Linked DNA regions of Zea mays: region 2 is linked to region 1. A link is a contact called in public Hi-C data. All regions are on one chromosome and are shown on one strand. The core of a region is the stretch at or near the end of the contact, and the rest is flanking DNA. Distances in the headings are between cores, read along the strand shown. Region 1 holds the start of LOC100191981 (putative DUF231 domain containing family protein). Region 2 holds the start of opr8 (12-oxophytodienoate reductase8).

Region 1 (4,012 bases), core at 948-3,447:
CTCCAAGTCCCAAATCCACTCCAAACACCTAGTGACTTGAGAGAGTGTTTTGTTCGTGTTCTTTGCGCTCTTGTTGCTTGGATCGCTTTCTTCCTTCCTCATTCTTGTTCTCAAGTGACTTGTAATCAAAGCAAGAGACACCAAGTGTGTGGTGGTCCTTGTGGGGTCTAAGTGACCCGTTTGATTAAGGAGAAAGCTCACTCGGTCTAAGTGACCGCTTGAGAGAGGGAAAGGGTTGAAAGAGACCTGGTCTTTGTGACCACCTCAACGGGGACTAGGTTCTTTAGAGTCGAACCTCGGAAAAACAAATTACCGTGTTCATCCGCTTTATTTGTTGGTTGATTTGTTTTCCCCTCTCTCTCGGACTCGATTTCATTTCTAACGCTAACCCCGTCTTGTAGTGTGTGCTTAAGTTTATAATTTTCAGATTCCGTCTATTCACCCCCCCCTCTAGGTGACTTTCAGCGGGCGCGACTGATAGGCGAGGATGGTTGTCAGCGACCAGAGGGAAAGGCGGGCTGACTAGTCGGGCCCAGCGCCAGGGGGCACAGGCAGTGACTGGCGGGCTCGGGGACAGGGCGCGCAAGTGCGAACCGGTACCCGGTGATCTGGACCGCGCGATCAGGATCGGACGATGGAGATCAACGCCGGGAAGGTTTTACGGATGAGGGCGGCGCCGCTCGACCCCGCGGCGAGGTCTCGCCGGAGACGAGGGGATGGCCACGACGGGGCTCTAGGGGTTTGGGGAATAGCTCGAGCGCGCTCAGGGCGATCTGGCGAACCCAGCCATGGGCGCAAAACCGACATGGGGGCAACAGAGGGCGCAGAACACGGCGAGGCGTCCTACGGCGGCGCGGATCAACTCCGGCGAAGAATTTCGTGGGCACTGGGGCGGTACTTGGCGCAATAAAGGTATGGGTAGGTTGCTCACCTCGAATGCGAGCTCCGGAGCGCTTGGGGAACGGACGAGGGCAGTGGCGAGCCGACCGACGCTCATCGACGCGGGTACGGGGCGAGTTGGTCATGCTCCTGACCTTTCTCCGTGCGTGTCGTCGAGGAGGACATGGTGACGCCTGCCACGCTTAAGTTATCTTGGCGATGAGGAGTCCACTCTAAGATATTGGACAACCAAGGCCTGTAGCGTGGCAGCAGTCGGCATATGCACGGAGTTGGTGGTGGTGTTGTGTCGCTTCGGCGGGTCCAGGGTTGGGAAGACACTCGTATTCTCTAGTCCTTCTCGGATTGACACCTGGTGCGGGTGCCTCTCGGTTTGGAGTTGCTCCGGCTGGGTTTCTTTCTCCACTTGCGTGCTATCTCCCTATATATCTAGCGGTATACTACCTATGTCGCCTTCAGATACCCAGGTCTTCGTCGTGTCCTTCTCCAGCAACGAACAGGTATGTCCGCCTCTTTCCTTCCCCTCCTGCTCTGCGAAACCTTAGAAGTGGGGGAGGCGAGGGATGAGAGTCTCTGATTTGCTGCCTATGGTACCCGTGCATTCATAAAAATATTATGCGAAGAGCGAAGACAATCAATAAAAAATCTTGAGATCTTTTTGGTGGATAATTTACGTGGATATTGTTGTGAGCCATCGCAACGAATGAGTAACCGACTAGTATTACACAAACGTACAGTTCCGTTCTTTTTTCCTTCCTTCCTAGTTGTTTCTTCTCTCCACTGTCCCCATCCTTGGGCTGCCACACGTCGCCGATCGCCCCTGACTGGCCACACGTCCTGCCCTAGGAGGTCGTGCGTCGCCCCTCTGTCCTCACGCTTGTCCAACGCCGCCCTGCCATTCACCTCTTGTCGATTGTCTGACAGGCTCACCGCGTCTTGACGGTGTGCCGTGACTTTTTTGTTTTTTTTTTTGTTTTAGCAGTGAAGAAGGAAGAAACAAGATGTGGGGTCCATCTTAAAGCTAAAATATATAATTCTAATATAATTATCCCTGCATAAATCTGAAACTGTTATATTTATCAAATAGTTCTACAATAGATCTCAGATTCACTATTAGAGCTGCTACATATTAAATTGTAAATCCAGATTTAATTTTGCAGATCTAATTTTTTTTCAGAGATCCAAACATTAGGTGCCCTTTATTTCCTTTTATTTCCTTTTCTTTTCCACACCCTTTTCCCGATTCCTTTCCACCCCGCCCCGTCCCGCCCGCGCAGTCGCCCTCCCCACCCCACCCCACCCCACCCGGTCCCCACTTTCCACTCCCAACCCCACCAGACCTTCAACCGCTACATTTCCGTCACTACCGGAGCCGCCACTCCCACGAACGCGCGGCGGAGCGGAAGCGAACCAGGTTCGTGCCTCTCTATCTCCCACTCTTCATTCCTTCGTACCGCCTCGCCGTTCTCGGAGATCGGGGTTCGGCCACTGCGAATTCCCGGTTGTTGTCGGGTTGGGGTTTGGGCGCCGTGTTTGGCGGGTGAGATTAGATTCCTGCTCCTGGCCGCTTCACTTCTTCCTTAGAAGATCGCTCGGGGTTGGGTTCTTCTGGATGTGAGGTGATGAGGTGAGGCTTCAATCCGTTCCTCCTCTAGCTCCGGTGGTTGGTCGTGCTGGCTCTCAGAAGATGGGAGCTTCCCAAAGGAAAGCAGCCATGGTGGCTAGGGTTTGCGTCGCCGGCGCATTCTGAGATGCGCTGCTGCTTGCGCGCGCGCGCACGCTCCATCGCCCTGCATCCGCCGTCCTCACGCGCCCAAGCTGCTCGTCGCCCCTCTCCATCGCTGGGACCTGTCGGCAGCGGATCAGTGACGCGGTCTGCACCTTACATTTCCGCTGAAGGTGTTTCTTGTTAATAAGCGTAAACGGTTTAGTGTCGACATTTTTCCTACTTTTTTGCACGGGGATGGATGGCTTCCAAGCGCTCGTCGATTCTAACGCGAAGGATACTTCTATGTCACAGAGCACAGGTAAAAAGAAAAGGATGAGGCTTGGGAGTATAAACGGCTTGCGGTTCACGCAGCTTAAACTTGTCATCCTTGCGTTCTTCATGTTGTTTGTTCTCTGGAAATGGGAGAAGGGCTCGTCATACTACGATTCCGAAATCCTCCAGCCAGATCCGTTGGTTCTGACTCATCCAGGTCATCTTTAAAGCACACAGAGACGTTACCTCTCTTTAAGCTTCTTCTTGCTACATTGACCTCTGTTTTCATCTTCCTTCGAACTTGCAGCTAACTTGAAGTTTGTAGACCAGCATACATCCCCAGAAGAAGACTTTTCAAGTGCAGATCGATCACACCGGTCAGTAGGTAAAGTAGAAAAGCCGGTTACTAGTGCGCTGCCACCATTGTCTACGATAGGCTATTCTGTTGATGTTGCAGATGGGAATGAAGTGCCACCTCCTGAGAAGAAAGGTATACTCATCTTTGTGGCTGCTAGAGAAACCATAAATTTATTTCTTATGCGAGCATACAAATGTGCTTGTTTTCTCCATTGACATATTTCTCATATTGCCTTTGCACAAAATCCAGAAGATTATTTCCTGTTCAGTTTGCTTGTGCATTAGCTGGCGCACAGGTTATGTTGCTTTAATCTGTATGTGATGTTCACTTATCTGTCCTACAGAATGCGAGTACAGGAATGGAAAGTGGGTTTCTGACAATCGTAGACCACTATACTCAGGGTTTGGTTGTAAGCAGTGGCTTTCAGAGAGTTGGTCCTGCAGACTAACCCAGCGAAAAGATTTCGCGTATGAAAAATTCAGATGGCAGCCTGAAGCTTGTGAGATGCCAGAGTTTGAGGCCTCCCAGTTCTTGAGAAGGTGCATACTACATAGCCAACCTCCGATGAATTTAGAGATGGTGTATGTCGTGCTGTTTGGCTAAATATTTGAATCAGCACATCACAGAAACACTAATCTGGATATGTTTCAGAATGCAGGATAAAACCATCGCTTACGTGGGCGATTCTCTAGGGAGGCAGATGTTTCAGTCGATGATGTGTATGGTCACTGGTGGAAAGGAGAGGCTGGATGTAGAAGATGTTGGCGCAGAGTATG
Region 2 (4,012 bases), core at 582-3,081, 350 kb before region 1:
ATCAGGCAACTTTCCAGTTCCCAACCAGAAACTCTGGTCTCCACTGACCTGACTAAATCATCCTAAAATTGCCTACAAACAACGACTCCTGTTTCCGACTGAATATAATTTCAGTGGACTAAACCTTCATTCAAGACAGATATAATCTGACTGCAAGAAATTTTTAGCAATGCAATGTAGTCCATGGGGGAATTACAGAATCGTGAAATATATTTGTTTTATGGAATTTGTCCCTATTATTAACATACCTTGGTGAGAAGCTCGACCTACATGCCATAGTTGGCAGAAAAAGATGGCTCCCTTGGCATGAACAGCATCAACCACCTTTTTCCATGCATCAGTCTGCTCTTGATTGTATATCCCAGGGACACGAGGGAACCTGATACAACAATTTGTAGCCACTTAATGTTCCACTCTTAAGATATGTATGGACTAATGGACGTAATAACAACATGCTAGAAGTTCATCCAAAATGAGCATCAGAAAGAATCTCTACAGAGCTCTAAACTCTATAACACGATCTCACTTTGGTGTTACAGAATGTGTAGGGGAAAGGACCATACTGATCCCCTTCCGCCTTTTCTGTTGTAATCCATTTCTATTGGATTCAGCAGCTGACGGATGCCTCAATTCATTTCAGTATTTTGTCTATAACGTTTGTCGGCTCTTGCTTTCTTTTGACTGAAAATAATTTGCGAATCCAGAGCAACACTCAGTAGACAACTTTATTTTAAGCAGATAAGTACGACCGTTCCAGATCTCCATGCGCAGTAGGTGTGATCCAAGAAAACTTCTGTACTTTCCACCCCCAACAACCCCTCTCCATTTGACCACGGGTCAGGAGAAGGCTTCCATTTTCTCTAATTTTTCTACTTCCATTTGAACGGCAAATCAACTGGTCCAATATGTTCAGGCCACTGGATCAGCACCGACTATAACATACTAACCGAAGTAAACCATTACCAAACCCACATGATGAACAGTAATACACTGCTGATTTTATATTACGACTTCCACCAAATAACGACCGATAATTGGCACGCTGTTGCTAATTGACCCCAACCACCACTCGCAGGCCAAGAGGACCACGTCTCCACCAGATCTAGCGCGCATCTCTCGGCCCAAGGCTGCGCACATGCCTCACATGAAGGCGACATCCAAAGGGAAGACCAGACTCCAGAGTCCAGAGTATGGCAGCGGGCGGCGTGGCACAGTAATCTAAGACCCCAGCACGGGTCACCGGAGACGTGGATCGGTGGCCGGAAGCAGTGGCAAACCAGAGCGAAGATGATTACCCAGGGCCGGCGGGCGAGATGATGGTGCCCTCGGAGATGAGCAAGCCGCCTTCCGTGGACCGCTGCGCGTAGTACTCCGCGAGCGCGGGGCCCGGGAGCGCATCGGGCGCCCGGCACCTGGTCATCGGCGCCAGCACCACCCTGCGCGCGTACACAGGACACGCATGAGTACCCAGGCGGAGGTCGCGCCAGGCCAAATCGATCCCAGGAGCGAGGAATCAAGGGGCGGGCGCGAGGGAGGGCTCACCGGTGCGCGAGGCGGAAGTGGGGCATCTGGTACGGCGAGAAGAGGGACGGGCGCTGCGGCTGTTGCTGGTCCTCCGCCGGCGCGGAGCGATCCGTGGAGGCCATGGATTGGAGTTGGAGAGGGGAACGGGGAGGGGAGAAGGGAGAAAGTTGGTCGAAGGCAGAGGGTGGCGAGAAGCCAACTATAGGAGGAGGAAGGGAGGGAACCGGGAACACAGCAGGGACGACTGCGGTTCGAAAGCGAATCGCCAGTCGCCACTGGGCTCGTCTGCGACGACGGACGGTGACGCTGACGCGTCACGGACTCGAGGGAGTGGTGGACAACAAGGACACTGGACAGTGAGTGTGAGCAGCGAGTGCCAGCCACCAGCGGTCTGCCATGGCTGGTGCAGTTAAGGGTGAGATTTGGTTGTACAGTCAAATAGAATGGAATAGCTTTCTAGATTTTTTAGAATGGAGTCGTTTTATTTTGAGCTTGGTAAGCATAATGGAGGCACTCTATTTTTTATTTAGTTGAAGAGTAGAATAGAGCGAATATGTTCCTTTTTTATTTGGTTGGAGAGCTATATAAGTGTAGAGAGGAGGGAGTGAGGAGAGCGCTCACATCCGGTCGTTTTGGTGTAGCTCGAGCATTCAACTATTTATGGTAAAATTTTATATGGAGACTTAAGGAGCTGCTCGGGTCCTTTTTATGGAAACTAAACATCCAGAAAATAGAAATGGAGTCAATCTATTTTTCTCCACTCCTCAACCAACACACCCTAAGTTGACTCCCGGGTAACGAGGTTGTAGTTAGTGTGTGGCAACTCCGCAACTGGAAAGTCTCAATTTTGAGCATGTGTATCGTGGCTCAGCGACTCGCAAGAGAGAAGAAACGGATACAACCAGTTTAGAAACTTTATAAGGGGTCGTTCGGCAGGTCAGGACCGAATCCAGGCTAGGAACAGTTACAAGCCAGGATTCAGTGGAGCCAGCCCTTTCACTCATTCCGAACATGTAATTAATCCGGCTGGAATGAATCTAGTGAAGCATTTTTTTATCTGTTCGGTAGCAAAGGATTGAATCCTATCACTTCAGTTCAAATCAAATTTTCAGCCACACACAATGTCGCAAACAAAACTCAGAAAATTGGTACACCAACAAAAACAAAGCAATTTCATGAATCAATCTGAGCTTGTAAGCACATCTTCATTCCTTTCAGTGAGTATATCATCAACTTCATCATTTACCTCATGAACCACATTGCTATCAAAGCCTTCTATTAAATATGCCTCACTTCATATTTTTTCAGACAGTGAACTAGTGTATTCTATTGCATAAACATGAACTGCTCATATATTTACATCCAAATGTGCAGCTAGTGTATTTGTTTATATAAACCATGGATACACTTGTAAGAATGGTGACAATCTGAAGCAGAAACTGAAACACAAACTGAAACTATTTGAATCAGCTTGCAACTAATGGATTCTCTAACTATTCATCCAGTGTATATCCATCATTTTCAATCATCTTGCAGGGTTACCACAATAACCGAACGCTGCACTTTTCAAGGGAAGCAAGAATGGTGGTATTGCTGCCTTTTCTTTTTCCGGTAAAAAAACTGACTTGGTATTACTTGGGTATTGCTTCAGGATTTGAGTAGTAGCATGTACATTCAAAAACCATTCAGAACACGAGGAACCTTAGCACTAACGACGAATCTTAGCAGGGATGGGATGAGGAGAAAGGGGGCAGATGAGGCAGAGATGGGGCAGCGAGCTCGAGGGGCGCACTTGCATCTAGTGTCGGGAGAGAGCCCCCCGTGTGGGTCTGGTTCTCTGGGCGGCGAGAATCGGACATGAATCCCCGTCGTCGTGGTGCTCAACGACATCAAGAACACAAAGGGTAGGATGCAACACTTACTAGTGAGAAGGCGACGGGGAGGGTCACCGTCGAGGCTGTGTTGTGCCGTCACTTCGCTCAGCCTCCTCTTCGCCTCCTCGGTCGCCACTCGCCAGTGTTGCGCCGTCTCACCGAGATTCGATCCGGAGGGTAGAAGACCGGGATTCGTACCGAACAGTAGTGGGAGAGGAAACTCCAAACCACATCGCTTTTGTTTTTGATTCGGGTCGAAACGAACGGTTCATGGAGAGATGACCGAATTTCAGACCAGCTCATTTTTCCACCCGGAACCAGACCTGGAATAAGCCAAACCAACTGAAGCGAACGAGGCCTAAGAGAAACAAGTGAATTTATTAATAATGAAACTGATGATGTTACAACGATCTTTATGGTCAGCGTCAGCGGCTACAATGAAACAACCACTAGTATCTACTGTAGACGGAGGGTGACGCCAGTTGTTACCAAAAAAACGAAGCACATAGTGACAAGAAAAATTATGCTAACACTAAGTACATATTGCCCAGCTAATATCACAGACTCCTTAAGCTAAGGACGAACCACTTAATCCTCCCAACCATTATTCTCAA

Evidence for each region. Hi-C and Micro-C count contacts between places; a contact is called where the count stands out from the background.
Region 2: a Hi-C map of tassel shows a contact between it and region 1, with 5 times the contacts expected there. The contact joins the promoter of opr8 here to the promoter of LOC100191981 in region 1. A contact is called at or near these places in 2 of 25 Hi-C or Micro-C datasets (ear and tassel).

The regions. Positions count from the first base shown.
Region 1 is chr4:65,984,018-65,988,029 of Zm-B73-REFERENCE-NAM-5.0, reverse strand. It overlaps LOC100191981 (putative DUF231 domain containing family protein), which reads left to right and starts at 2,197. Exons shown (of 5, transcript NM_001137405.3): 1 at 2,197-2,311; 2 at 2,918-3,095; 3 at 3,186-3,368; 4 at 3,580-3,775; 5 at 3,888-4,012. The coding sequence starts at 2,939.
Region 2 is chr4:66,334,181-66,338,192 of Zm-B73-REFERENCE-NAM-5.0, reverse strand. It overlaps opr8 (12-oxophytodienoate reductase8), which reads right to left and starts at 1,831. Exons shown (of 5, transcript NM_001112363.2): 1 at 1,543-1,831; 2 at 1,296-1,436; 3 at 249-379. The coding sequence starts at 1,646.